7 separate regions of the Mus musculus genome follow, and all the other regions are linked to region 5. A link is a contact called in public Hi-C, HiCAR-type and promoter capture Hi-C data. All regions are on one chromosome and are shown on one strand. The core of a region is the stretch at or near the end of the contact, and the rest is flanking DNA. Distances in the headings are between cores, read along the strand shown.

Region 1 (4,248 bases), core at 925-3,424, 1.1 Mb before region 5:
GCCATGTTTGGTGGCTACTGAACCATCTCTCTGGCCCAAGATATTGCTTGGTTATTCAGCAATTGTTTATCAAACACTCTAGCTAGTTCCTGGGGATAGCAAACAAAACTAGTCTTGAATGAATGTAGAGTAAACTACCAGTTATAGGGTACTGAGAACTCTGAGAGGACAGGAACTGTGAATCACTTGTAACATTTCAGAGACATGATTATGGCCCAAAACAGAACACTGGAGATGGGCAAGAACGAGACTTGTCTAGCATGCACAAGACCCCCACCTCTGATCCTCAGCGAAGAATTAAAACAACAGAAGTGGCTGGGAGTCTGGGAAAGATGAAAAGAAAGAAGCTGGCTGGTCTTTTAAGTTTAGGACTCTTAACTTGAAGAATTCTGGAGTTAAATGCCACATCGGCAAGAATGGTAATTTCTTCCTAGGTTTGTGGTGAAGCCCTGGAGATCACCAAGAAACTTCAGTAGGCACGGAGAGGGATACAGTAAGTGAAAACTTCTAGAGTTTATGCATGGAAAGATGAAAACATCCAGGAAAGAATTAGTAAGCATAAAGGATCTAAATAAATTTGTATCAATGGAGGTGATAAAACAGACATAAAACAACCATAGAAGCTGAGAACATAACTCGGGAATAACAGTGCTTGCCTAAAATGTGTGAAGCCATTTCCAGAACCTCAAAAGCTGGGCATAATGGTACATGCCTGTAAGGACAGCACATTGGACACCGGGCCACGATGTTTACAAGTCCAAACTCAGAGATCTTGGGTTTAAAACAATAAAGTACTTAACACCATGGCAAAATACCACAACAGTTAAAAACAACTCAAGTTCCTGAGCTCAAAGACATTAGCTTCTTTAAAAACATCAGTTTTGTTGGGCGTGGTGGCTCATGCTTTTATTCGTAGCACTAGGGAGGCAGAGGCAGGTGAATTTCTGAGTTCAAGGCCAGCCTGGTCTACAGAGTGAGTTCCAGGACAACCAGTGCTACACAGAGAAACCCTGTCTCAAAAAAAAAAAAAACAAAAAAAAACAAACACAACACAACAACAAAAACCCAACCACTAAAACCCACTAGTTTTAGCTGGGCAGTGGTGGCTCCCGCCTTTGACCCCCAGCACTCTGAGGGCTGAGGCGGCCGGATCTCTGAGTTCCAGGCCAGCCTACTCTACAGATTGAGTTCCAAGACAGACAGGGTTACACAGAGACACTATTTTTTTTTTTTTTTTTTTTTTTTTTGATTTTTCGAGACAGGGTTTCTCTGTATAGCTCTGGCTGTCCTGGAACTCACTCTCTAGACCAGGCTGGCCTCGAACTTCGCCTGCCTCTGCCTCCCGAGTGCTGGGATTAAAGGCGTGCGCCACCACGCCGGGCTCTGAAACTATCTTAAAAAACAAAAGCACATTAGTTCTTTTCCTGTAGTAGTGAAAAATTATTACTGCTTTTGTAAACAGGAGGGGCAATAATGGCAGTTAAAAATGATAGCATTTAGAGACTAATGGGCTATACCCAACTAGCAACACCTTGCACCTAGAATTAAAGTTTTTTGTCTTCACATCAGGCCTACGAAATCAAAAATCTCAGAGGCTGAGCCAGTCAATGTATATTTTGGCAACCCTGTGGGTGATTCTGATGTGAGTCGCTGACTTAGATTTTCACACAGGATGTAGAAGTTGACAGAATTTCACTGAGGGAACACAGTGAATTTGTGGCACGGCTCACGCCTCTCATCTCGGCATCAGGAGGCTGCCGAGGAGGGTCGATGCGGATTCTGTCCGTTTCTGAGCTTGAGGCCCGATGACATCTAGCTCTCTGTGTCCCAGGAGCCTCTACTTAGAAGCGTGTACATCAGTCCAATCCGTACACTGCTTTGCCATCTTGCCTCCCTTGGGTAAGCTCGGGTGTTTTCTCCGGAGGCCGGCAGTAGCCTAGGCCTCCGCAGAGCCCTGGCTGCCTCTCACATCCCAGGTCCAGGAAAGCCGGCAGCCAGCTGTGGCAAACACCACCGGCAGGGGAGGGACAAGTACCATCCCATTCCCCAACCACAACTCACTGCCGGAGACGAGCATAAAACTCCTCCGCCGCGCGGTTCATTCGCGACCACATACCGCCGTGGCCTCCGTCCATTGCTAAGAAGTTAAACTGAACTGCGCGCCCAGACAATGACGTCAGAGGCCATGACCCCGCCCCGCCGGAACTACTTCACGCTTTAAGTTCGGTTTGTACTCAACGCTAACACATTGCTTTAATTTAGTAGAGCATCCCCTCAATTTACTATTCCAAAAGTCTCCCATTTCTGTTAGGGGGGAAAAAATGGACTAAAAGAGATGTTATGATGAGGGTGGGCGGGATGAGGAGAAAGATAATTCTCGCGAGAGTTGTGACGAGTTACGAATTATTCCGCGAAAAAGAGTCCCTCCTTTCTAATCACTCTTTTTAACTTTAAAAAAAATGAATACATAATTTTAACACACGTCACGCAATAATATTACCTTTTGAAATTTTTACATGTAGCAGAAAGATAGATCGTGTCTCTAATTTGATTTTGATAAGGGGCAGGATGCGGAAGACGAGTGGAAGGATATATAGAGTACAAGTGACAAGTCTTTCCTTTTCCTGTGGGAGCAGCCGGGTAGAGAGGAGCGTGGCCTTCTCCTCTCCCCGTCATGGTGAGTGGAGGTCTTCTACACTGGGCTTCCCCCTGGTCTGGGGGGCGGCTATAGAGGAGGGCGAAGGTTCAGAACATGGAATCTGCAGAGAGGAGACGAGGGAAAGGAAACCTAGCACCTTTTCTGGCCGGAGCTGAGTTGTGGGCGCTGAGGCAGCCATCTTAGAGGCAACGTGGGCAACAGCGCCAGGTGGATGGTAGAGGAACCTTTGGGATCTTAGCTTTTCTTAGTTCTAAGCTTTGCTTAGTTCTAAGCAGGGTTGCTGGAAGCCGAGCGTTTTGATGCCAGAGACTTGTCAGGGGTTCGAGATCGTCCGATGACAACTCCGCACAGGCCGTGGCGGGTCATGTGCTTTCAGTCCGGAGAAATTGTCTTCAAAGAAAAGGGCTGAAGGATATCTGAATTTATGCTTTCCAGGAAGATTGCCTTCACCTCTTTAAGACAATTTCTGGAAATGCATGTCTTCGTTACTTTATATGATGTAATCTAGACCTTTGAATCTTAAGCGAGTTTTCAGTAGTAATTAGTATATTGTTTTACCACGAATGTTTATCTGTAGATGGATTAAGGTTGTTCTGACCACAGTAATTTGGAGACTGTTAGATTCATCGTTAAACCGACTAGATAGGTTGTCCTATTGTGAGACGACTTAAAGGGGGGTATAGTAGAAGAGATGGTATAGTATCTGGAAGGGCACATGGGAAATAGGTCAGACCTAAGTGCTGGTGGAATCCTCAGTTAAGAGTCTTTCAGAGTATCAAAACGTTTCTGAATTTGAAGGGGTCTGGAACATTGGATAAATGAGCAGGCCAGCTTTGCTGAAGTTGGTGAGGGTAGAATTAATTTAACATGTCCTCATTAAACAGTATCTATGAACAGTTTTTATAATGTTGCTTCCAAGTTTGTTTCTCATTAAAATTGATAGATTTTCAGGTTGTCCTTTTGCTGTAAAACTATTGAAATGATAAACCCAGTGGTGGTTTACTGTGTTGCTTGAATTTGGGGTCTCCTGCAAAGCAATACTTGCCTCAAACTGATTCCACAGATTGGCCTGTATATGGCCTCAAATATTGGGACTTTTACTTCTGTATTTACATATTTGTCTCCAGATATCAAGCTCTTGACATTTAATTATGGGATGAATGTGTCTCCAATGTTGTCAATATAAGTACTCTTGATTATTTTTAAGTGAATCCATTATTATTATTATAACATTATATGGTTTTATTGGCATTGTATTTCCTGTCTCACACAGTTAACACCTGCCTTCCTAGTCCCCAGGGAGTCATATCTGTTTGCAAGTACTAATAATGTGGGCTTTAAAATCTAGGTTTCAAATACAGGAGATGGTACTTCCTCTGTTTTAGTTACTTTTTTTATTCCTTCCAAGGCTTGTGCCCGTCCCCTCATATCGGTGTACTCCGAAAAGGGAGAGTCATCTGGCAAGAATGTCACTTTGCCAGCTGTGTTCAAAGCTCCCATTCGACCAGATATTGTGAACTTCGTTCACACCAACTTGAGGAAAAACAACAGACAGCCCTATGCCGTCAGTGAATTGGCAGGTATGGATT
Region 2 (4,359 bases), core at 701-3,200, 1.0 Mb before region 5:
CAGACCCCAGGGAGCACCCGAACACCGAGCCACCAACCAGGAGCATACACCGGCTGGTCCGAGGTCCCTGGCACATATATAACAGAGAACTGCCTGGTCTGGTCTCAGGAGGAGAGAATGAGCTTAATCCTGGAAAGAGACTTAAGGTTCCAGGGAAGGGGGGGCACTCTCAGAGGCGAGGAGGAGGAATGTGATGAGGAACTGTGGGAGGGGAGACTGAAGGGGGCAACAACTGGAATGTAAATAAATAAAATAATAAAAAAATTTAAAAATAATATGATTAAAAAAAAAAAAAAAGCTTGTGCTAATTCTATGCCAGTCTGGGTTACACATATAGACCCTACCCATCCCACTCCATTGTCTCACAAAAATATTTGTCCTGAAAAGAGTTGCTGAAGAATACCTTACCTTGAAAGAGGGGAGGGGGACTTGCAGTCTGTTTTACAGGGGGTAAACTGCTGTACATACACACTGAACAAATGCTAATTATGCTGCTCAAAGACATATGTTACAAATCCAACGTCAAGGGCAATGTCAAGGACCTAAAGAAAAGATGTGTTTGAAGCAAGTCTTAATAATCTGGCTATGCTCACACAAATCCACCACTACCAGCCCTGCCATTGATACTACTGCAGGTATCAATGACAGTAACCATACCAACAGGTCCTGAGTTATTAAAATCTAGGGAAAGGAGGGAGGGGGGTTACAATAATCTCCAAAGGACAGAATGCCTGAAGCTACTTTCATTTTATCAGATACCTCTCAAGTCTCCTGACCTCAGGGAAAGATGAAGAAGAAACCCAACAGGTGGGCTCAGAAACCCACCTTATGAAATAAACTCTTATCTGTCTGTAAGCAACACTGGCCCCTGCAGATACCGAGCAACCTTTGGCTTTGTTTCCCTGGTCATCGTTCTTATGCCTCAAGTCAATTTCCGGCTCCCGGTCAACTAAGCAAAGCTGGGAGAATAACCGGTGAGGGGATGAACTGTTGCATGAACGGACAGATGAAGAGAGACTCCTCCCTCGAGCAAGGTACTTCTCAAGAAAAAGGCCACGGATGAGGGAGTCCCCAAAGTGAACCAGGGAAAAGCCATGGGGAAATCTGTGAACACACGCCCCCGCTGGCCAGGCGATCAACCGGCCACAAGGCCCCACAGGTGTCAGGCACCAAAAGTAAATGGGGCTCACCCATCCCAAGTCCACACTCAGACCCCGAGGAGGTCTCAAAGGTTAATGAGAAGCGACCTGAATTTGCTCTGCGTCTTGTTACAGGCCAGAATCCCAGAGTATGCCCTTTAGGCAATAGCTAGGGGGGGACGCATTAGGTTTCGTTTTCTTGGGCGAAGATTGATGTCGGTGGCCAGGGACGACAGACACTGTTGGGAAAGAGGGGGATCGGGACTTGTAGGGTGCACGGTCGATGTGAGTCAGGCACCCAATCAGTGCTTAGTCACTGATAGCCCGGCGGCCGGAGTTCCTCGCCCCCCGCCAGCCGGGCCGTACGTGACGAAGCCTCGCCTGGCGGTGGCGGCCTCCCGGCCACTCCCGGTACTCACTCGGCCGAGCTGGTCCCGTTAACCGCCGAGCCATCGGGGGCCGGGTTCAGCTGGATGGGCGTCGGCTTCTTCTTGGGCATCTTGCAGCCGGGAAAGAGCCTGCAACTCAGCAGGGAGCGCGCGGCCGCTTCTCGCTTCCTCCCTCGGCTCTGCCCAGAGTCGGGGCGGCTCGATCAACGCCGCGCTCCTGGGACCCTCCGCCCAACCCACGCGGAGAACCAGCTGCGCGCGCTCGCCGGCCGGGAACTCTCGCCTCAGCACACCGGTTCCTCGGGCTCGGACGGCTCCCTGCGCACTACCCACAGCTCAGCTACAGCCCCAGCTTGGAGAAAGTGCGGCCACCGCTGCTCCGGCGCTCCGAGACGCCGCGCACAGACGTCCCAGTGAGGGACTGGAGGGTGAGGGAGGGGCGGGGAAACGAGCAGGCCCCGCCCCCACGGGGGCTGCAGCGCTTCCCTCACGCCCGCCTGACTCCGCCCCCGTCGCTTCGCCGACAGCCAATGGGGACTAGCCTCAGAGGCAGATGACGCGGAAATACGTCACGGGAGGCGCGGCGCATTGGCTTGGGGCGGAGTTAAAGGGAGGCTTTCCGGGCGCCCTCTGCTGACCAGCGGTATCCAGGTGGCTGCTGTACGAGGTTCTTGCACGCAGGTCATCTTGCCTTTGAGTGGGGCTGCTTGGCCTATTTATCTCAACTCTTCTCCTCCCTTGGGCTGGGTCATTTTGACCCAGACAAAAGTACAAAATAAATAAGAAAAGGACCCCTTTTCGTGTCCTGAGGCCAAGCGGAATTGAGTAAGAGCAAACTAAATTGAACAAAAGCCAGGAGTGCACATTTTTAATTCCAGTACAAGAGGCAGAGGCAGGCTGATGTGTACGCATTCGAAGCCAGCTTGGTCTACACAGCCAGGGATACATTGTGAGACCCAGTCTCAAAATAAAAGAAAACTTGTCAAGAGACTCCTTAAACTAAACTGACATGATTTTTCTATTTTAATTCTACTAAAATGGAGGTACACAGCTGAGAACTCCGTGCTGCAGAGGTGGTAAATTAGTGAAGCCTATTTTGAGAGCAGATTGAAGTCTAATTAATGGGGTCAGCCGACCTAAATGTATCCAATCTCATATCCTCTTTTTCGTTTTCTAAGCCTTTTGGCAAAGTCAAGTTTGGAGTAGCCTGGACAGCTAGCGCAGAAGTTGAGGGTGTTTCTTGCTTTAACAGGACTCTAGTTGGGTTCCCTGCATTCGTGTTTGGGCAGCTCACAACCACCTGTAACTTCCAGCTGTAGTGGATACCATGCCTCTGGCCTCTGAGGGTACATGTACTCTTGTGTACATACCCAAACACACACAAACATCATTAAAAATAAAGTCAGGCACACACTTTTAATCCCAGCACTCGGTAGGCAGAAACAGGTGGAAATCCCTAGTTGGAGACTAACCTGGTCTACAGAGTGAGTTCCAAGACAGCCAGGACTACACAGAGAAACCCTGTCGTGAAAAACTAAAATGGCTGATGAGATGGCTCAGTGGGTAAGAGCACCCGACTGCTCTTCCAAAGGTCCTGAGTTCAAATCCCAGCAACCACATGGTGGCTCATAACCATCTGTAACGAGATCTGACTCCCTCTTCTGGAGTATCTGAAGACAGCTACAGTGTACTTACATATAATAAATGAATAATCTTAAAAAAAAGAAAAATTAAAATGATGATAATAATAAATCAGATAAATCTTTTTTTTTTAATCACCAGGACATAAATAGGTATTGAGGGGCATGCACTGACCAAACGGAGGCAGGAGGATCAGAAGGCTACCTAGCAAGTTCCTCCTCTACCTAGCAAGTTTCAGACCTAACCTGGGCCACATGAGACACTGTCTATCTTGCCCACCCCTTAAAGACTCTAGGTTTAGTCTACCAACTTCCCATTTAGTCTATCAGCATCAAGATAAACAAATATTGTTTTATCCTGTCTTTCTGTGATGGTTGTTGGAGCATAAGATGTGAATTTATCAAATAGCTCAATAGTTCATATTCAGAAAAAAAATGCAGTTTCAGGGGCTGGAGACATGGCTCAGTGATTAAGAGGACATGTTGCTCTTGCTGAGAGCCCAGGCTCATATCCAGCACCTGCATGATGGTTCCCAATTATCCACCACTCCAGTTCCAGGAGAGCCTGCATTCTCTGCTGACCCCCAAGGGCACCAGGCACACACATGGTGCACATATGTACATGCAGGCAAAACACAAATACATATAAAACAAAAATAAATTTCTGAAAATACACATTCCAGCTTCCTCTTTTGAAACCACTCAGACTTAAAGACACTAGGTATAAGGAACAGATAAGCATCTGCCCCGGGTGTTCCAGAGCCAGGTGTTACAGGAAACTCGAAGGTAAGGAGGCTGTTGAAAGCTGAGGCAAGAGACTTAACTTCCAGGCAGGGAGGAAGCCCGAAGGGGTATTTCTCATTGCCAAATACCTCCACCTCCAGATAGCAAGACATCCAGGTGGGGAAGGCCTAGCATTTTAGATGAAAGGTTGTTTATCTACAACATGGTTGGTCACATAACTAGGATGTTAAATATAACTGCATTACTCTCCTCTTAGCTGTAACAAAACGCCAACAAGAGGCACTTAAAGAAGGAAAGGATTATATTGGCTCATATCCATCATGGTAGGGAACCATGGTGGCCGGCACATAAGGCCACTGGTCCCAGCATCCAAAGTCAGGAAGCAAGAGAGATGGAAATAGTTTCCAGCCCTTGTTCTTCTTTTCAATTAGTTATGGATCCCAGCCC
Region 3 (4,216 bases), core at 1,563-4,062, 1.1 Mb after region 5:
GCAAGTTTCTGTTTTCAGAGTCATGGTTCAATACATTCTCTGAATCCTTTTAGCCTTTCCCTTTTCCTCCATATTTTTACTCTTCTGATTTCGCTTCCAACTTAGCTATAGCTTTCGTTTTAGAGCTAAGCATAGCTTATAGGCAGATGCGAGATGAAAATGACACATTTTTCTGACTTTCCAGTCCCTGACTGTGGTGCACGAGTACAGAACGTGCCTTGGGAGGCCAATGGTGGCATATGCAAGCAGGGAGAGTTGCCTCTCTGTTGTGGCCATGGTGCACAGCTCAGAGAGCTATCAGGACAAGGATCCATTATGATAGTGAGCCCTTGGCCTTGAGAACACATTTCCATTTTTCTAGGGGAGATCTGAGGTGGTAGAGGTGGGAGGCTGATGTTGATGAGGCTTTAAAAAAGTGCTGATTTGAGTACTTGAGTTTGGAAAAAGTGGTATGGCCAAAGTCATGGTGGAAAGTAGAGTTTCCTTGCTGACATTGATTTGTAATTGTATGTGGGGTGGAGAAATTGCTCAGCTGTTAAAGTACTGACAGTTCTTTTAGAGGACCCAGGTTTGATTCCCAGCACCTACGTTGTGGCCCATACAGTGGTGGGTAATGTCAGTTCCCAGGGGTCTAGTCCCATCTTTTGGCTGTTGTGGACACTGCATGCAGGTGGCACACAGGCATGTATACAGGCAAAACACTTTACACAAAAGATAAAAATAATAAGTGAAAATTTAAAAAGTAGTTGAGTGCTGTTGGACTCAATTATATTTAGTTCTTTGCATATATCTCCTAGGGAGGAAGCTAAATAGAGGGCAAGAGAGGAAATGTCTTTTTTTTAAAAAAAGATTTATTATTTTTAAATGATATCTATGTGTATATGTGCATATCTGTATGGGGGTATGCACATGTGAATGTAGCTGCTTGCTAAGGCCAGAGGTGTCAGATCTCTCTGGAGCTGGAGTTCCAGGCAGTTGGGAGCCTCCTGATATAGGTGCTGGGAACAGAACTCAGGTCTGCAAGGCAGTGAGTGGGAGAGGGAGAGAGTGGGAGAATGGGAGAGGAGAGAGAGAGAGGGAAAAGAGGGAGAGAGAGAGAGGAGAGAGAGAGGGAGGGAGGGAGAGAGAGAGAGAGCACGCAAAATGTCTGGATTCTATAGGGAGAAGCCTCTGGGGGAAGGGCAACCCAGCCCCTGGGCTGCAAAGCTCACATTTGGGGGCAGGGTATGACAGGTCGGAACTGAGGGATGCAGGGAGAATCAGGAGGCCAGGTCTGCTTTGATATGAAAAATATGCACCTCAGTCCCTTCTCCCCAGGACCAAAACCAAACACCTGAGACCATAAAAAGCACTAGCAACAATGTCATCACTCCATGCTAATCTGCCTCTCATACCTAGACTAGAACACACATCTTATACATAGAAGTTTATATGCACCATTAGAAGTTCTATTTAGTGATTATCTCATTATCTATACTCCTCTAAGGAGGAACCCTGTCATAATAACTAATATTCTAAATGAACAGATTAGGAACTGAGGTCCAGGGAAGCCAAGCAAGCCATTCCAAGTCACACACAAAGCTGAGAGTAGCTTTTGTCTTAGGCTAAATTTGTATGATACACATTTCCAATTGAACCAAAGGGGAGGAACTCAGTATGTGGACCAAACTGGCCTCAAGCTCACAGAGATTGCCACCCCACCCAGCTGCTTATACCATGTATGTTTATGTCTTTAGCACAAGAATTTTTTAAAAAGATTTTATTTATAACGTCCCCCCTTCCCCAAAAGCCTTTAGTCCCAGCACTCTGGAGCAGAATCAGGAAAAAGCCTGGTCTTCAGAGAGTTCCAGGACAGCCAGGGCGATGCAGAGAAACCCTGTCTTGAAAACAAAAACAAATTCATGTGTATGTGTGGGTATGTTAACGCGAGTGCAGGTTCTTGTAGCGTTCAGAAGTGAGTGTTGAAGTTACAAGTGGTTTTGGACATCCTGAAGTGAAGTGAAGCCAAGTCACTCTGTAAGAGATAGCCCTCTTAACCGCTCTCTCTCCAGAAAAACCTTTTGCTGAAGGTGGCTACAGTGGTGAGATTGGGAGTCCTTAAGTACAGAGGCATTCAACAATATCAATTCAACATTTGAGCGCCTACATCTATGCTAGACGTTGGGCTAGATGACCAAGTTAGTGTTCTTCCTCAGAGTGCATCACTGTATAGGTCAGGGTCAAGACCTGTACTAAAGGTCAATCCTCCCGTGTTCCTCAGACAGGGCAGAAGTTGGTCAACTTAAACACTTGCTTGGGCGTAAACTTAACCAGCCACAAGGTTAAGGGCAGACTGTGATGGGAGATAAAGGGAGTAGAGCGCCCGGCAAGCAGCCGAGATAAAGGGGTGTGGCCGGCCGCAGCTTTTTCTCTCGGTCCTCGGCAGCCCCGAGGCCTCGGCAGCATTCGGACCCCGATCCTCTTGCAGACTGTCCCGTACTCATCCTGAACACATCCACGCTCGCCTGATCCTTCAGCGCCCTTTGTGAAATGCCCCCAATTGATAGTTCCCTACGGGCACACGTGACTCCGCGAGGACCCAGCGGTTAAGAGACATGGGGCGGTAGAGTGTCCCCAGTACCCTCACAGGAAGGGTCTCCCGGCCGGCGATGTACTCATCGCTTTCCCATCACTGCCTAAGCCGGCATCTTCTCTCCCTTTTCCTCTCAGGTTGCCTCCCACCTCCCGCGCGAGGCCCGGAGGAGGCAGGACCAGCGCTTCTGATCTCGCGAGAGTTCCCTCATAAGTCCCGCGAGACTCGCCTGCCGCTGCCGCTGCCGCCGTCGCTGCCGCCGCTGCCGCCGCCGCCTCTTACGTCTTTCCCTTTGACAAGTCGCCGCCGCTGCAGCAAAAATATAAAGGACGCGGCTAGCGCGGCCGCTGGCCAGCCGGGTGCCGGGTGCTGGAGCCGCACCCCATCGCCGCCAGCTCCCGACCCACGTACGGTAGGTAACACGTTCTCTTTCGCCATCGTGACCTCCCGAGTGTGTGATCGGCTGGCCCGGCCGAGCCGCTCGGGGCCGTTCCGGGGCCGCCCGCCGAGCGGGACTGCTGGCTCCGGGTGGACGGCGGGCGGAGGCCCGAGGAACCCCTGGCCCCCTGGAAGCCTGTTGGAAGCCGAGCCACCTGCCGGAGGGAGGGACCCGCCCCTGAATAAGCTTGCAGTCTGCGCCCCTCAGCGCCTCAGGGGTCGCGTCTGTGACCTTCTCCCCTTTATCCGCTATCGAGCGCGTCTCTCTTAGCTGGGACTGGGACTGGGGAGCGGCTCTCCCATCTCTTCCTCTTGAGGAGAGTCGCGACTCCGGTGCTCCCTGTCGCCGGCCGACTTCGGAGGGGTGGAGGTTGAGACCGTGCGTCTTTCTCCTCGTCTGCGCTTTTGGGTGGGGGCTGCTCATCCTTTCGGTAAACCTTTCTCTGAATCTCTCTTCGGATAAAATAACAATTTCTAAAGCCCTTGCTACCTGGAGCGGAGACGAGGCGACAGTTGTGTAGTCTCCAGGGTGAGAGGTGGATGGTGGTGATGACAGGAGCTAACCCTGGGAACAGTGATGGGTGGCAGGTTCCCAGGAGACACGAGGACAGAAGCTTGGTACCTACCTCTCCCAGGAGGTTATGTAAAGACGCGATGTATGTATGTATGTATGTATGTATGTACTATGCATGCATGTGTATGGTAGCTGTGAAGCACAGGGACAAAAATCTCCATTTGCGTTAGTTTTAAAAATGTGTGTAATACCTTGAAGGTGTATAGGTAATCAAGAGTGATAAATTCCAACGAATTAATAACCCATCTCCAGAGATAGCATTTCACTGTTAATATTTTGATATATTTCTAACAGACTCTTTTGTTTTTTAAGAGTACCTAGCTTGTCCTTGAATGGTACTTCCTTATTTTATGTATGTTCCCAAAATGATTTGTTTTATTTGAACCATTCCTTTGGCCCACTTGATTAAGCCGGGTTACTTGTTCATTATCATTGGCTGTTCCCAGCCGTCACCATATTTCATTGTGTCTTCTTTCAAAATGATTGTTGCTCAAATAGCTTTAAAAGTCAAACCTTAACATTGTTCTTTTTGGATATAATATCTGAGTTATTTTTATAGTTTTTCTTTTTTTGTGTGATGAGTCCTCTAAATCGGGCCGGTGTTTATATAAAGAAAAGAAAAATTAATTGCG
Region 4 (3,859 bases), core at 997-3,496, 1.3 Mb after region 5:
GTGCTGAATTCCTCAAGAGGGGCTTCATTTGCTGTCTCTTTTCCCCAAAGTGGACTCCCTAACTGATGGAGGCAAGACTGACTCACAACAGGATACCTGCCACTTGCATAATTTTTTTAGATGCATGTGCACAGTGAAGCCATTTCTAAGTTTGATATAATTTTACATAGAAAAAAAATTAGGCTTGTATTGATACACCCATCTCGGAATCCCTGTAGTTGACTACAGATGAACAAGAAGTGCCCCATTCCTTGTGAGGTGTAAGCTTTTCCTAGTGAGAGGGTGTGTGTGTGTGTGTGTGTGTGTGTGACAAATCTCTCTTGAGAAAATTCAACTATAGCCCCACAGCTACAGCTAATGAACTAACAGACCACATGGACTGGCCTGTTGTTGGTAGTGTTATGTTCCAAGCTCAAGACTCACTGTTGAAGATGTATTTACAGGTAAGACCCATTCACACAAGTTCTGCACTCCCACAAAGAACTGCAATACTGGCCCAGAAGGGGTAGCACATGCCTATAATCCCAGCACTCCAAGGGCTGAGAGAGGAAAATTATAAATTCTAGGTCACCCTGGGCTATCATAGAAACCCAGTCTCACAAACCAAAGGAACTGCAATACTGTCCTGTGAAACCAATTAACTTATTAATCTTTAAAGGCTTCATGCAGAACAGAAGAAAGACACCTGACTTTACAAAGGTAAGCAAGACACCAAGTCTTGGAGCTCCAGAAAACTGCAGTTATTTCTATTCCTTATCCTGGAGGACAGTTTTCCTTGTGTTACCCCGTATATTTTGCTTCAAGAATATAATCCCCTTTGAAGAAGTAGTACGTCAAAAGTATTAAAGCAGTCCCTAAACTACCTTCCTAGCTCCAATCCAACCCAGGCTGAAAGACCACTCTGCTGAATCGTCCCACCGTCTTTTCAGCCTTGCAGATGAACTTGATTTCTGATGCACACGATTCACATTTTACACTACAGCCCAAGCTGCCAGTGATAATCTTAAAGCTCATAAACAAAGACCAGCGTCGGCACCAGGGCCCTACCAGGAAGTAATCAAAGCCGGGTGGCCCGTCCGACCTTAAGTCCCGGCAGACAATGAGAGGGCACCGGGGCTTCCAAGGAAGCAGAAGGAGTTAACGCTTAAGCAACTCGAAGGCATAACATAAACCTACGAAGTGTCTTACACGCACTCGGGAATTCCCAACGAAATCCCTGCCAACCCGAAAAACTGCCTCGGAACAATCTTCGAAAGGCAAAACAAAAAAAAACAAAAAAACCCAAAACACCCAACCTCGAGCCGCCCCTCCAAAGCAGCTGTTGGCTGCCTTCTCCGGAGCTTTCGGAGCCCGCAGCCTGTTTTCAAACTTCACCCTCACAGGCTGAAGAGAGACTCCGAGGTGAGCAGCCCCCAGCGCAGTCCGCTCAGGGGCTGCGGGGGAGGCAGGAGCCTGTGGGAACCCGAGGAAACGCAACCCAAAGGGGCTCGCGCGCCGGCAGTCCAGACAAAGCTGCGCCCGCAGAGCGGCGCTTTGCCTGTCCGGCCCACGGGGGACCGCGAGCCCGACCCCGCCACACGTGCGGCCGCGCGCGGAGCCGGCCCTTAGGTTCGCGGAGCCTTGGGGTGCGAGCCGCCGCGTCATCCCGCCGCTGCGCGCTCGCCTCAGGCCCCCGCGGGCCTCTCCTCAGCCGGCCCGGCCGTCGGGCCGCGCGAAACAAAGGAGCCGCCACCGCGCCCGCCGCGCCGCGCCGCGTCCCCTCGCCCCGCGCGCCGGGCCCGCTTGCTCCCCTCAGCCTCCCCCCCCCCCCAACGAGGCCGCGCGCTGCCCCGCACCCGCGGCCCTTCGACGGCAAGGCCCGGGCCAGAGCCGGGACCTCGGGTGCGCGGCCGGCCAGCCCCAGAGCCGCACTCACCGCTGCAGCACCAGGACGACGGGGAGCCGTTGGGGAACTTGGCTGAGTCCGGGGCGATGCAGACGCTGGAGCTGAGGTGCGGACACTCCATGGCCACGAGGACGGCGGCGGGGACAGCCGAGGCTCTGGGGCGGAGGGACTTCAGAGGCTCCGTCTGGGGTCGCTTCTGACCCGGCACTGGGCAGACGGCGGCTTCTGGGTCCCGAGCCTTTGCGTCAAAGAAAGCAAGGGCTTCCGGGCGCCGGGTTTTGCCATCCGCCGTCTCCCGGCGCCCCGCTCCGGAGAACGTGAAAATCCGGACTCCTGGTTCTGCCGCCGCCCAGGGACAGTAGGCTTCCGCCTTCTCCGGCGGCCCCGCCCACCCTGCTGGTTACGCCCCCAGGCCAGCCCGGGCCCCGCCCCCACACTAGTCAGTGGGCGGGGCATTGGTGCTCACCCAGTGCTAGCAGCTAGTGTAAAGTCCTACGGGGATGTGAAGTGACTTTCCGAAATCTGCCCCCGGCCGCTGCAGCCGATTCTTGGGAACCCGACAAGTGTGGGTACTCATCCGGGGCAGAGCGGTCGGGACCGCTGCTTCTACTGCAGTGAGTTGGCTACAACAGCGAGGTAGAATATGTGACCACACCGCAAAGAGTACGGAAAATGAAAACCACTCACACCGACGTGCATTGAAGCCCCATTTTACACAGGAAGAAACAGACTTTTGGGGCGTGGCCCTCGATGGCCCAGCCGGCTGCAAAGAGCCCAGAACAGTCCTGACTTTCGTGTTCTCCCGGTAGCAGGCGGGGTCCGGAACTGTTCTGAGTTCTGAACTCTGGCCTGAGTGTGTCACCGGGATACTGCACGGCTGGGCCCACCGGAACGCCTGTGTTCGGGGTCCACGCCATGCCGTTATGACTCACTGATATCTCCTGCCCATTGTGGGTATTTTCATACCTATACCTCTTGAAGTTGAACGAAATAATCCAGTTTGCTGTACAAGGTCGCGGGTGCTAGGTAATAAAAAGAGGCAGTGTAACATTTGTTAGAAGCCCACCTGGCTCCCAGCCAGGCACTTTGCATACCACACCTCATTTAATCCTCAAAACACCCTCTCAAGCTGCTGCTACGGTCCCCTTTTTAACAAAAAGTGAAACCAAGAGTATAATTTGCTTTAGGAAGATTGGACCCCCGCACCCCCCCCCCCCCCGCTTCAAATCTCTCTCTAGAAAGAAGTGAAGAAGACAGGAGGAGCGTCTAGAGGTAGAGAGCCTGCCACCTCACATTCTCTGCCTTGAGGATATCTGGGGCTCCCACAAATCTAGCCTCCAAAGTTGGGCTTTCTTTCTTTGTTTGGTTGGTGGTGTTTAACCTGGTAAAGGGGCTTCTTTCCTTCATCCCCTGACAAGCAAGTGGAGAGGGAAGAACAATGTGCCAATCCATGGGGCAGGAAAGGAAAGGTCAGGAAATGATTAACTGGCTGGGCCGGATAGTGGTTAGTTAGCACTGGGCACCTCCCTGAAGTGCACGCCTCTAGCACCCCTTAAGCCACTTCCGTACACCCCACTACTGCACCCTGTAGCCTTCTGCCTGATAGTGTCCACCCACCTAGGACATCTCTGCCCAGGGTGGTATTTCAGATTCCTCAGTCCAAGCAACTCTACCACTTCCCCAAGTTGTATATGATTGCTGTCAAAACAAGGCTTGGACGGGTTTTGATGGTGAGAAATTGTGGAAAGTTGTTCAGATCAGCTCTGGCAGGTACTTCATGGCAAACCTTAGCTAGTCCTCTCGACTCTTTTTCCTCGCCTATCCACTGGCAAAACAGTACTTATCTGTGTGAATTCCTAACCTGTAGTAATTAACAGATAAGGTTTGTTTTTCTTATTAAAAAAAAAAAAAAGGAGATGACTGCTTCCTTGGGACGAGAGAGGAGAATAAACAGTATCTGAACCCTATTCAGTC
Region 5 (4,172 bases), core at 1,297-3,796:
TGCTGTGGATTCTGAGGCTTGAACTGAAGTCCTCTTGCTTGTGTAGTATGAGGATTAATGTTAATTATCACCTTGACAGAATCTACAAATACTGGGAGACAGCCCATGAAAGCAAAAATTTAACACTACCAACAGGTCTCTACCCACACAATGAGACCAGGCAAATCCTGGTTTGTTTTAAAGACTTAAGTGGTTTTTCCAGTGAGCCCTTCCTTTTCAGTAAGTGTACTAAAGGGCTATGATTCATGGACTATCTCACTGGGCTTATGAAAATGTAATCATACGGTAGAAATGTTGACAATTCAGGGCCTGCTAGCACAAGTGGGTAAAAAAAAAGTAATATAAATTATTGACCTATATGCTTTTTCTGGACTCAACTCAGTCCTAATATGTGGGCACAATCTTTGCTATTGTTTGGGTCACTGATTCAGCAGAAGCCAGGAGAATAACTTTTTTAGTAATTACAACGATGATGAGTGTTAGTTAATACTTTCATATCAAAAGGAGGAGGTAGTAGTGCTGAAGAGATGGCTGCTCTTCAGAGGATCTGGGCTCTTTCCCAGTACCCACATACAGGGCTGCTCACAACTATCTAGTTCCAAAGGATTTGACAGCATCTTCTGGCCTCCTTGGACACTCTATGCACATGGTGCACATACAATGTAGGCAAAACACCCATATACATGATTTTTTTTTTTTTTTGAGGCAGGGTTTCTCCATGCAGCCTTGGCTGTCCTGAAGCTTGAGCTGTAGATCAGGCTGAGCTTGAACTCAGAAATCCACCTGACTCTTTAATCCCAAGTGCTGGGATTAAAGGCATGTACCACCATCACCTGGCTTTGCTGCTTGTCTTTTTAAAAAATATTTTTAGAACTGGAGATATGACTCAGCATTTAAGAGCACGTTGCTCTTGCAGAGGTACCAGGTTCCCATCACCCACATGGTGATTCACAGCCATGATTAACCCTAGGTCCAGGGGATTCAACAGGCACACTTGTGATGCACTCACATTCATGCAGGCAAAATGTTCCTATGCATGAAGCAAAGATTTTTAAAAAATGTGTGTGAAGCCGGGAGTGGTGGAACACGCCTTTAATCCCAGCACTTGGGAGGCAGAGGCAGGCGGATTTCTGAGTTCGAGGCCAGCCTGGTCTACAGAGTGAGTTCTAGGACAGCCAGGGCTACACAGAGAAACCCTGTCTCGAAAAAACAAAAACAAAAAAACCCATAACTTCTCTTTTTGGGCGGGAGAAGCCAGAGACAGCCCTCTTGGTTTGCTCACAGCATCCATGGAGGGAGAGCTTCTGAGAGAGTCTAAGAACACAGTTGGAAAGCAACATACTGAGAGGACTTGAGTCTCTCCTCACAACTGTATTCCTGGATGCAGCTGAAGAAGGAGTGGGTCTTAGTGAAGAAAGACAAGAATTCTCTTTCATCTCTGAAACTTTACCATGAGGTGTTACCACGAGTCAGCTCTCTAAGAAAGAACCCTGTAGTAGTATGAACCACCTGGAATTCCCCTTCTGTGAGCTAGACCCGGGGAACTGGAAGTCACTTTTCTGGCTGGAGATTGACGCTGGTTAATGTAAGTGAACTGGTGTTGATCCTGGCTTAATTCTCTTTCCTCACAGTTTCTGTCTAAAGGTTCCAGCAGGGTGTGGTACAACTCGGTAGTCTCATCTAGAGGTGGGAGCACAGGCATCAGATGTTCAGAGCCATTTTCAGCTACAGAACAAGTTCCAGGCCACCTAGCAATTTGGCGGCTAGAGTTGATGATATATATATAATTACTCTGGCATAAATTCCAAACCAAACCCAAATAAAACCCATATGGTGTTAGAGGCAGTACTCTTAAATTCGAGGTCAGCCTGGTCTACAGAGGGAGTTCTTGGACAGCCAAGGTTACACAGACAAACCCTCGCTCAGAAAACCAAAACAAAAATCCACACAGGCAACTAGCCCCGACTGAAAACTTTATCATCACAAAGCTTGAAAGAGCAAGGAAAGCTAGCTCTATCCAGCTTGTTGCTCGGAGTGGGAGTGGGATTAGGAGACCATTTCCATGCTGCAAATGAAACGAAACAGCGAACATAAAGGAAGCCAGGATATAGAGTCCATGAAGGAAGGAACTTGCCGAAGTGCAAGCGCCTGGTAGTTACTGTCTGTTTATAATTATTATGTGGGATTATGGTCTTTACCACTGAATTACATTCTTAGTTTTCGGATCACTTAAAAAAGATCCTCACCTTTTTGCGCTTTTATTTCCCCTGCTCCTAAGAAGCGTAGGGTCAACTCCCGACACGGCGCGTGTCTCTTTGGGTCTAAAACTTTTTAACATCCGAATAAAGAGACTTCCCGAGAAATTAGGCGACCGCAAAATTTTGGGTTCGCCGCTTGCCGTAGCGCGCTCATTGGTGCCCAGGTTACCGCCCCATTCTCTGGAATCACGTTAGTCTCCACGCATGCGCAGCGTAAACTCACGCCTCCTCCTGGGTCTAGGACGCAAGCGCGCGCACGCTCCCCGGCCGGGGTGGGCGGGGAATGGGGGAGAGTAGGGAGGGAGGGGAGGAGGGGAGGAGCCTACTCCGGTGAGTAGAAGGCGGTGGGACGCTGGGATCGTCCAGGCCTGGCTGCCTGGTGGGGAAAACGCTGCGCCAGCATAGAACCGACGGAAGGGAGCGGAGCCAGTCAGCGGAACACTCGCGCGACACGATCGGGTCGCTGAGCCCCCTCGATCCTCAGGGCGCGAAGCCCTGGCCTAGGCCCCGCGGAGATGTCCAGTTGCGGCGCTTGTACCTGCGGCGCTGCGGCCGCCCGGCTTCTCACCACTTCGCTCACCTCCGCGCAGAGAGGTAACGAAGTAGTCCCGAGCCGGTGCCCGCTCTGGGCTCTCGGCGAGTGAACCTGTGGGGATCCCGGGGGGAGAGGAGGGCTTGAAGGCTGCGAGGCGCTACGAGCCTCTGGAGTACCTGGCTGTCGGATTGGAAGGAAACCCGGTGGGCTATCGCTGGCCTGTGAGCTCTCGGGCCTTCGGAGTTTGGGGGCTGGAATGAGGCCATCTCGCCTCAACTCAGGGAGAACAACCGAGTGCGACGCAACACTCGTTAAAAGTGTCCCCCGTGCAGCCCTTCTTGGGGCCTGTCACTTTTGGGGAGTCTGTGCCCGGTTGTCGGGCTAGTCGCCTGGACCGGCAGCGCAAGGGTGTCACTGACATTGTGCGGTCTCGGGGACGACAAGACGTAAACACAGCTCGCTGGCCTTCCAGATATTTGGGAAACTTGGGGTCCCAAGATATTTGGGAAACTTGGGGTCCCAAGAAAGCAGCGGGGAGGTGGGGCGAAAACGACCGCTGGAATTCCTGAAATACTTAAATTTAGCAACAGTCATTCGCCCGCTTCCCCAGCTTGACAGCTGGGATCAGCCTCTAAGAGTGGAGTGGCTCTTGTTTACTTTGCTTCTCTATTCATCAGGACCTGTGACAGAGTGCACACCTGCCAAGAGATTCCGGGAATGAAACCCGTTTTTCTTTCCCACAAGTCTATGCATATCAGATTGTAAGGCTAGGTCTTGTTAGGCTCTGAACTTACAGATGTCTTTTCATGACGATCCTTGGATCAATAAAAGCAGTTTTCCTTTTTTTTTTTTTTTTGACTAATTCTAAAATCATCATTGTCTACTAACTGTATAATTGGCAGTTTATAATACACATGAAATGGAGTAACATAGGCGGAAGCATTTAGTATTGACACGTAAGTGTAAGATTTAGTCTTAAAACATTGCCACACCTCAAGTAGGTGTCCCAGTTCCAGAGGTTTGATTTGTAAACACTGGAAAGAAACATAATTTTAATGTATTGTTTGACCTACATTCGTTGAGGGCTTAAGGTATTACAGTTTGGTACTAGGGGTATTAAATTCATCATGTTTAAATTTGGTTGACAACAGCATTAAAAAGGGTACGTGTTTTAGACAGGAGGAGTTCTTGATAAGATTTAGTCAAAGAATTCTAGCTTCAGCCCGGAGGTTATAGCACATGACTTTAGTTCCGGCAGTCTTTAGGCAGGGGCAAGCCAGGTCTCTGGAACTCTGTACACCAGTCTTGGCCTTGGATTCAGATTAAAGGCCTGTGCCACCACGCCCAGCTGATGTATATATTTTTTAAATGGACTTGAC
Region 6 (4,104 bases), core at 1,144-3,643, 1.2 Mb after region 5:
TCCATGCGTGACAGGGACTCTGTGGGCGGAGAGGTCTCCTGGGGTAGTGGTTAGTGACTGAAAACCATAGTGTTGGGTCAGACCGTCAGCTCGGTTGCCTGCAACAGTTACTTCGGCTTTTGGGTCAGCAGCCTGAAAGCCAGGGCCGCTAGCGCCAGGCCCTGGAGTTTGTAATGTGACCGGACTATCACTGAACCAAAGTTGACTTCTGTATGGTAGAAGAGTTGGGCAGTGTGTAGCCATGCACCTGTGAGGACTGAGGTTCGGGTGAGCAGAGCCCACTACTGGCACAACCCACTTTCCTAGAGCCCAGGATGGTCACGTGGCTTCCTCCTTGGGCGGAGCCTCCAGTGGGCCTGGGCCCTGTGGTCGAGGAGCTGAATGTGGATTGGAGGGTCGGGTTCCTTTCCACACCACCCTCCGCTTAGTGCCTTGCCTGCACCTAGCTGGGGCAGCTCATCTCCCTTGTGCCTGGGAAGGTTTAAATTTAAAGTGTGCTGGACTTGGTACCATTTCACACGCCGAGCCCATGCCTCCCTCATCATGCACGCTACACCTACTACACCAGTTTTGTGAATGAGGAGACTGGCTCCCGGTGGCTCAAGTGACTTGGCAAGTTACTCGTGATGGTTATGAAGGTGCATTTAAGCCCTCAGCATATTGCCTGATCTGGCCTTAAGGTTTAGACTGAAACCCAACTAAGGCAGAAGAATTCAGAACAGCTGACTCTCTTACACCCCCAGCTCATTTTACCTTTCTCAAATTACTGTCACTCCATCCTCTGGTCCTGTGATACAGATTTTCTCATTTTGCAGAGAAAGGTATGAGGTGGGCGTTTAAACATTTGGTCTGAGGTCAGTTATACAATATCAGAACTGGAAACTCAATACCTTTGCACTTTCTTTGACACTGGGGACAGGTGCTTAGCAGATCCTGTAAAAATCGAATCTTGCTGGTTTCAGGGATTAAACCTGGTTATCTTCCAGCAAGAATGAACCACTGTGGGATTGTAACACACAAACACACACACACTCTGCCCATAACCTTGCAGCCTAGTGAAACCCATCAAAATGGCCTTGCCTGGTCTTGTCAGAGCCAAGCCCAAATCCAACTTGGGAAGAGAACAAGTGAAAGGCAGGCCCCTGTAATTACTTTCTGTGGTGAGGCCAGCCCACAGTGGTACTAACCCTAGATGGCAGCAGCTAGCAACCACCCATGCTTCTTAGCTAGCAGGGAGCTCTTTCTCCTCAGCAGCTGGCACAGCCATGTTGGCCATAGCTTCCCTGCACAGGAAGGTGTGACTGACCCATTTTGTGGCTCAGCCTGTGCAAGGGATTGGGGGGAGGAGGGAGGGATGTGTGGCATCAAAAGATCAAATAGGGGATTTTTCAGGGCATCCCCTATTACGGTTTATCTCAAATTCAAATATAACTGGGTGGTGTGTATCTTACTTGCTAAGATCTGGCAGTCCTACACTGGCACAGCACACTATGTCTCAGAGTATCCCTTATGCCCTGACAGTTGAAATCCATCCCTGAGTGCTGTGCAGGACAAGTGTGTTCCCCAGAGGAGACGCTCACTGCTACTTTGCATAGGCTTTGCTTCAGCTTACCTGAGCACCCTAGCTCTCCTTCCTTAGCAGCAGTTCTCAGGCCTCGGTAACTGCATTCTTGTTTGAGGAATGGTGTTTATTTTTGGCCAAATTAGAGGCCTGAGCCAACTGATGCCTTTGGGAGCCTGACCTTGAAAATCCAGGCTCAGCTGAACCCAACCAGGCCTTAATGGCTGCCAGTGAAGACAGCTGCTCCAAGGAGCCGCTGAACCCAGCTGAACTCAACTTCATTTGCCACAGCAGCATTTTTAGGAGCTGAGAGTGAGCCGATTTAACCCAACTCTTTGGGCACTGGTTGTCTGCCTTGGTCTCAATCTGAGCCATATTGCTCTTGGAATGTGTGCTTCCCAGCCCTCCCTGGAGCCAGGGCCAACAAAGCCACAGTGCTCAGGGGCAAGGTGGCCTACCTGTTGCACACCTGCAGGAGGAAATCATTAACCAGGCTCTCGTGCTGGCTGCAGATGCTCCTCTGGAGGGCGCTCTTGAGCCAGTCCTCGATGCTGCACACCTGCACACGGCTGGAATGCCAACAGATGGACAGGCTGCGCAGCGCAGGGCTCAGCCGGAAGTTGTCTTTCTTGAGCTCTGCGAGAGAATGGAAGTGCAGCAGGGGCCAGAGGGTGGGGTCCTCAAACACATCTCGGAGCTGGGAGCAAGTCCTGGAGAGGCTCCTCCGGCTGTCCTTGTCCAGGAAGGAGAAGAGACACAGCAGACACTCCCGATTGAGCTGGGTTATGTGCATGGTGAGTGGTGGCCGCACGTGAATGCCCAGAAAGGGTCTGACCTGCCTCCTGCTTCCTCCCCAGATCAGGACTGGTGGACATATATGGTTGAGGAATGGTGTTTATTTTTGGCCAACAACTGGTGCTGAAGCTCGGGGTGGGGAGGGCGGGTGTCAGGATCCAGACTTACTCGAAGCCATCTGTGGTTCGGCTTATGTTCAGAGGGCCTGAAAGTCCTGGCAGAAGAGCAGCCCATTGAAGTTACAAGTTTTCCTTAAAAGGGATTTCTTTTCCTCTGAGCTGATAAGTGTTGAGCACAGGGCTCTTGGCTTTTACTAAGGTGTTTTCATTGGAGGTAATTAGCGACAACAGCCCTTCCTGGGCTTGCAGCCTTTCTCCTAGCAGGACAGTGAGTATTAGCTGTTAGGTATCAGAGTGTGTCGGTGCGGCTCCTCTGCTCACCCTTGCTAGGAAGAGGTCATTTTTACCATGCCCCAAACTGTGAGTGGAATCTGAGGATCATGCTTGGTACTTTAGCTCAGGACACTAATGGCTACCTTGCAAAGATGAGCTATCTTTAAACCCCAATGGCAAGGCCCAAATGGCTCCATTTTTACCCTAAACTGTCATAAGATTCATCTGAAATGTTATTTTAAAAGCTAGCACGTGTGTGTGAGACAGACAGACTGGTGCATGTGTTCTTTTTCGTGGGTGATTTGCAGAGTTTCATTATCTGTCCTAGATAGCATTCCCCAATATGTGAGGGTGGGCAGTTTCTATTTTTGAACACTTAATTGAAGTGTAAATAACTGGAAGTGAACTGCAAGTCTGATGGGTTTCAATGCTTGCACACAGCCCCCAGCTGCCCTGCTTTTTAGGAAGCTGTGCTGCAGATCTGGAAGTATGAAGCTGCTCTAAGTGCATACAACTTGGTGGAAACCTAAGACTACTACAGCTTCCCCTGAAAGAACTCCACAGAACCCCTTAATGACTACTCCCCTTTCCTCCTGCCCATGTAGGCTACAAGACTGGCCCCTGATGGCTGTTGCTCTGCCATTTCTTCTTCCTTCCTCTCCTCCTCCTCTTTTTTTTTTTTTTTTTTTTTTTTGGCTTTTTGAGACAGGGTTTCTCTGTATATCCCTGGCTGTCCTGGAACTCACTTTGTAGACCAGGCTGGCCTCGAACTCAGAAATCCGCCTGCCTCTGCCTCCTGAGTGCTGGAACTAAAGGCGAGCGCCACCACTGCCCGGCTTGCTCTGCCTGGAAACAATCCACAGAAGAGCCCAGCTGGTGAGGCGGGACTAGGATGTGATTCGTCTGCAGCCAGAATGAATGGTAACGTGCACAATGACATCTTGGCATCATACAGACTACTAAGTCTTAATGGCCAATGATCTTGGCATGGCCACCACTCCCTTGAGGGCTACTGCCCAGTGGTGACAGTCACACACACATGTGCCTCCTCTTTCCTGTGCTGTGGCATCTTCTCGGGGCTGTCAGAAGACCCATGCTCTGGAAACAGTTCCTACCTGAGCCTTTCCAAAGCCTGGGCAAGAGGTGACTTCAGCAGTTGGAGGACCATGAGAGAGTTTAGGGGACGGTAGAGGTTACAATGGGTTAAACATATAAAGTAAACCAAAGAAGTGAAATAAATCTGAGCAGGTACCACAGGTGTGACACACGACACTCAACCAGGGCCAGCGCATATGACTGGTTTAATTACATCATCTGCCACTACACACTGAGTAGAATACAGTGGATAAGCTTAGA
Region 7 (3,807 bases), core at 65-2,564, 1.5 Mb after region 5:
ATACAGACAGAGAGCAACACTCCGAAGATGAGCAGGTAATTCTGTACTGGTCCATCTCTGTTGTCAGTAATGACTCTCACTAGGAACCAAAAAACGGATGACAGCAGGAGAGACACCAACCAGAAGAAAGCACTGGAACGTAGAAGGAAAAAAAAAATCACAAGTTAACAGAAGCACAGGCTTAATAATGACTTTAAATCAAACCTGCTTGAGCTACAAATCATTTTTAGTAAACAATCCTCACAAAGTGATGTTTTAGATCAGAATTTTTTTTTTCTCCTAGTGAGACAAATAGTCCAAGAGGAACGTCAGATGTGCTTAACAAGAACGATTCAGTGACCCTGTCGCGTGCACGCTAGGGCACTATCTGTCAAGGACTAAGAGGCACTTGGTTGCTGACTATTTTTCCTAAGAGATGCTTTGTGTGCTATAGAAATATACAACCAGTGACAGTTGCAAATTTCATATCCTCAAAATTCACCAGAAAATATAAGTTTAATGGTTAGATATTGTCAAGTGTCTTTTTCTAAAAGAAAATGAATACCTAACGCCTGCATTAATATAATGGAAAGTTCAGAAGCTGCAAACTTCGGGCAGGTGCAGCGAGACCAAGACCACGTTCACCAGCAGAGTTCCGGTATTTACCAAGCTCCCAGGAGGACATGCCGCCTGGTCAGTTGTTACTGTGTTTTCTCGAACTTTCCTCCTTGACTGCACCCAAACCATTACCCAGGAGTCTACAAAGAAAATCTGAGCCTGAATAGTCTGCACAGACATTCTGAGTCCGAGGATTGATGTGAGGGTGGGGGGCAGGGAATAAACATCTGATCTCCAGGTGACTTTAATGGCAGAGAGTAGTGATAACGACTCTTCGATGCTGCTCAGCACTGAGGGAAATGAGAGATTCCTACAGAAAGACAAAGGCTTCATGCAGGAATCTATCTGCTTGTTCCCACACTCAGCCAACAGAAGCCAAGGGGCGCCTGCTTAGCCTACGGGCCTGCTCTTCTCAGACCCTCCCAGGAACAGTTCCAGCCCTGGACCGCACCACAAGCTGGAGCCCCTGGGAGATGGGGATCCCGGGGTCGTGGGAACCCAGGAGAGGGAGGGAACCCGCGGCGTCCGGGACACAGCGCAGCCTCACCCGGCGATGAGGAAGATGACTCGCAAAGGGTCGGTGGCGATGGTGAAGACATAAAGAGCGAGCGCGGGCCCGAAGGCGATGAAGGCGCAACCAAAGAACACCGCAGCCGTCATGACGACCTCGGGAGCCAGTCGCGGGGGCCCGAGGGCCCTGCAGTGCCCAATGGACAGCGGGTCCTGGATACGGGGCGGGGCTGGGTGGCGAGGCTCCGGTGCTCCGTCAGAGCAGTGGACGAGGCGGAGCCCGTGAGGCGGGGTCTGGAGATGCCGAGGGCGGGACGGGGCTCGAGAGGCGGAGCCTTCGGTGCCCTAGTCAAAGAGGCAACAGGAGGGAGCTTCGGGAGGCCAGGCCTGGAAGAGTTCCATAGCCTATCAGAGTGGACGGCAGAGCGAGGGTTGGCATGCAGGACCTCGAGGTCCTCTAGTCACACGGGACAAGGCAGGGTTCGGGAGTTGGGGCCTGAGCTGCTCCTTGGCCTGTAAAAGCGGGTTGCTGGGCGGAGCTCGGCAGGGGACTCGAGGTGCTCCGAGGGCAGAGGAGGGGCGTGGCTTCGGAGCACAGATCCTGTCAGAACAGGGAACGGAGGTCGGAAGGCGGAGAGCCTGGAGGAGTCCCACGCCCAGTCAAACCGGAGCCAGGTCGGAGCCTGGGAGGCGGGGCTTTGAGTCGCTCCCAGACCTGTCAGCGCCTGCAGAGCGAGCTCAGAGCGCCGCCCTACTCCAGCCAGAGCAAGCTCAGAGTGCCGCCCTACTCCAGCCAAAGCGAGCCGAAGTTCTGGAGACCTGGTAATGTAGTGGGCGGGGCTCCGAGGTGTTATAAGTGTAGTCAGAGTCAGCCGCTCCAGACATTAGGCCTAGGGTTTGTCCCTGCTCAGTTACTGATGGAGTTTTGTTCATCACCTTGAGCCCCACTGTTCCTAGGCTTAGCTTTTATACCTGGATTACATGCTGATGGAGAAAGAATATAGAGGTGAAAGCTGTAATACTTGACATATATATTACAAAACCTGATGCATAGAGAAATGCCAGAATCCATGTAAAAAACACATAGAATTCTTCCCACCCAGAGAGCAGCCTTTCCCGGTCACATATCAGTAGGGCTATGAAGGGTTATGCCAGATGAAGAGGTTTCTGGTCATCACAAACCAGAGAAAATTCCAGAGCAACCAGCAGAATCTTCATCTTCCTAGTTCTTGTCTTCCCTCATCTCCAGAAGTTAGAAGTGGGTCAGTTGTTAGAAATAAACTGACTTGACTTCACTCTTTAATTAGGTTCACTCTAATAAGGTTCTTTTAGCCCGATGAGTGGAAAACTAATTATTGTTCTTTAAGAGACCTTGGTGAAATGTTTACGGTCCTAGGTGTTAGGGATAGTGTGTTTGATCTTGTGTCATTTATGAGTGGGTTTGCTTTTAAATGAAGCTTAGGTTGAACTGGATGAACCTAGTACATAGACGGGCAGAGTCCACATGCAGCATTGCTAGGACAACAACATTTTTCTATTCTCCTATGCCTTGTTCCTATCTACTTATTAACACCAAGTATGCTGAAGTTACTTTTATTAATATAATATTTTCAATAATTTGAACATATATACAATGTATTTTGGTCATATTTATCCTCTTTCCAGATTCACCTCCATCCCCTACCTGCTCCCAACTTCATGTGTTCTTTTTTTTCTCTTAAATTACACACTGAGTCTGAGTCTAATTTGTATTGCTCATGTACGTCTGGCTGTAGGGACATCCATTAGAGTGTGGTCTACCTCCCAGAAGCCATGCCCTCGAGGAAAGCTGACTCTCTCTGAAAAGCCAAGCTGTCAATCGCTTCCCAGTCAGTGTTTGCATCTTATGAACTTCTTCCTACTCTGCGCTAGAATATTGACGAGCTTCATCTTGTGTAGGCAAACAGGGCTGCTCTAGGTTTGTGAATGCATTTTTTTTTTTTAATGAATGCATTGGTCCTGCCAAATCTAGAAGACACTGTTTGCTTTGCTCCACCCTGGCCTCTGGCTCAGACCATTTTTTTTAAGATTTATTTATTTTATGTGAGTACACTGTAGCCATCTTCAGATACACCAAAAGAGGGTGTCTGATCCCATTACAGATGGTTGTGAGCCACATGGTTGCTGGGAATTGAACTCAAGACCTCTAGAAGAATAATCCGTGCTCTCAACCAGTGAGCCATCTCTCCAGCCCAGGCTCTTACAATCTTTATACCATACCATCACTTCTATGATGTTCCCTGAGTTGTGTAAGGGGGCGTGATACAGATGCCTCATTTGTGTGTGTGCATCCCGCAGTCTCTTTTCTTCCATTCTTTGACCTGTTGTGACATACCACATTGAGTTTGGTCAGCTTTCACATGTTGTGCACTTACAGAGATCATCCATCTGTATCTTGGCATCTTTATTGATTGATCAAAAACCAGTTGGGGACAAGGGCCTTTAGCATTTGGACACACAGACTCCCAATTGAATCAAAGCATTAGAACCAATCTCCAACAGATTGTTTATCTTCAGAGATCTCAGCCAGCCCATCACTGGTCCACAAATACCTAATAAGATCTCTGGGGTAGAGAAGTTGGGGCTGAGGCTATAGACAGATATCTTGTACTTTTGAACTCCCAGCCATGTCTGTGTGACTGTGACGTGGCCAGTGTATTC

The links. Promoter capture Hi-C pulls out the DNA fragments that hold promoters and counts their contacts. A called contact is a pair of places that touch in the nucleus more often than the background predicts. HiCAR-type assays count read pairs that join an accessible place to other places.
Region 1: a promoter capture Hi-C map of erythroid cells shows a contact between it and region 5, with 16 times the contacts expected there. The contact joins the promoter of Zwilch here to the promoter of Clpx in region 5. A contact is called at or near these places in 7 of 39 promoter capture datasets (3T3-L1-derived adipocytes, the HPC-7 cell line, cranial neural crest and 4 more), 1 of 115 datasets of contacts at active chromatin or transcription factors (large pre-B cells) and 2 of 9 other capture datasets (adipose tissue and liver).
Region 2: a contact with region 5 is called in a promoter capture Hi-C map of pre-B cells, with 4 times the contacts expected there. The contact joins the promoter of Map2k1 here to the promoter of Clpx in region 5. A contact is called at or near these places in 3 of 39 promoter capture datasets (cranial neural crest, erythroid cells and pre-B cells).
Region 3: a contact with region 5 is called in a Hi-C map of B cells, with 6 read pairs. The contact joins the promoter of Herc1 here to the promoter of Clpx in region 5. A contact is called at or near these places in 5 of 39 promoter capture datasets (cranial neural crest, erythroid cells, frontonasal cranial neural crest and 2 more) and 1 of 484 Hi-C or Micro-C datasets (B cells).
Region 4: a promoter capture Hi-C map of erythroid cells shows a contact between it and region 5, with 14 times the contacts expected there. The contact joins the promoter of Usp3 here to the promoter of Clpx in region 5. A contact is called at or near these places in 4 of 39 promoter capture datasets (erythroid cells, hippocampal neurons, liver and 1 more).
Region 6: a HiCAR-type map of astrocytes shows a contact between it and region 5, with 5 times the contacts expected there. The contact joins the promoter of Fbxl22 here to the promoter of Clpx in region 5. A contact is called at or near these places in 1 of 39 promoter capture datasets (pre-B cells) and 1 of 115 datasets of contacts at active chromatin or transcription factors (astrocytes).
Region 7: a contact with region 5 is called in a promoter capture Hi-C map of erythroid cells, with 42 times the contacts expected there. The contact joins the promoter of Aph1b here to the promoter of Clpx in region 5. A contact is called at or near these places in 1 of 39 promoter capture datasets (erythroid cells) and 1 of 484 Hi-C or Micro-C datasets (CD8 T cells).

What each region holds. Positions count from the first base shown.
Region 1 is chr9:64,170,757-64,175,004 of GRCm38.p6, forward strand. Zwilch (zwilch kinetochore protein) reads right to left here and starts at 2,175. Exons shown (of 19, transcript NM_026507.4): 1 at 2,062-2,175. The coding sequence starts at 2,135. Rpl4 (ribosomal protein L4) reads left to right here and starts at 2,631. Exons shown (of 10, transcript NM_024212.4): 1 at 2,631-2,677; 2 at 4,068-4,239. The coding sequence starts at 2,675.
Region 2 is chr9:64,251,655-64,256,013 of GRCm38.p6, forward strand. Map2k1 (mitogen-activated protein kinase kinase 1) reads right to left here and starts at 1,951. Exons shown (of 11, transcript NM_008927.4): 1 at 1,559-1,951. The coding sequence starts at 1,638.
Region 3 is chr9:66,347,638-66,351,853 of GRCm38.p6, forward strand. Herc1 (HECT and RLD domain containing E3 ubiquitin protein ligase family member 1) reads left to right here and starts at 2,813. Exons shown (of 78, transcript NM_145617.3): 1 at 2,813-2,984. It overlaps Gm30447, which reads right to left. Exons shown (of 2, transcript XM_006511600.4): 1 at 2,984-4,216; 2 at 2,688-2,881. The coding sequence starts at 3,434. The coding sequence ends at 2,706.
Region 4 is chr9:66,590,869-66,594,727 of GRCm38.p6, forward strand. It overlaps Usp3 (ubiquitin specific peptidase 3), which reads right to left and starts at 2,247. Exons shown (of 15, transcript NM_144937.4): 1 at 1,916-2,247. The coding sequence starts at 2,006.
Region 5 is chr9:65,291,714-65,295,885 of GRCm38.p6, forward strand. It overlaps Clpx (caseinolytic mitochondrial matrix peptidase chaperone subunit), which reads left to right and starts at 2,547. Exons shown (of 14, transcript NM_011802.3): 1 at 2,547-2,852. The coding sequence starts at 2,774. It also overlaps the pseudogene Gm16218.
Region 6 is chr9:66,512,200-66,516,303 of GRCm38.p6, forward strand. It overlaps Fbxl22 (F-box and leucine-rich repeat protein 22), which reads right to left and starts at 2,394. Exons shown (of 2, transcript NM_175206.4): 1 at 2,020-2,394. The coding sequence starts at 2,354. It overlaps Usp3 (ubiquitin specific peptidase 3), which reads right to left. Exons shown (of 15, transcript NM_144937.4): 15 at 2,440-4,104.
Region 7 is chr9:66,794,109-66,797,915 of GRCm38.p6, forward strand. Aph1b (aph1 homolog B, gamma secretase subunit) reads right to left here and starts at 1,315. Exons shown (of 6, transcript NM_177583.4): 1 at 1,145-1,315; 2 at 1-132. The coding sequence starts at 1,257.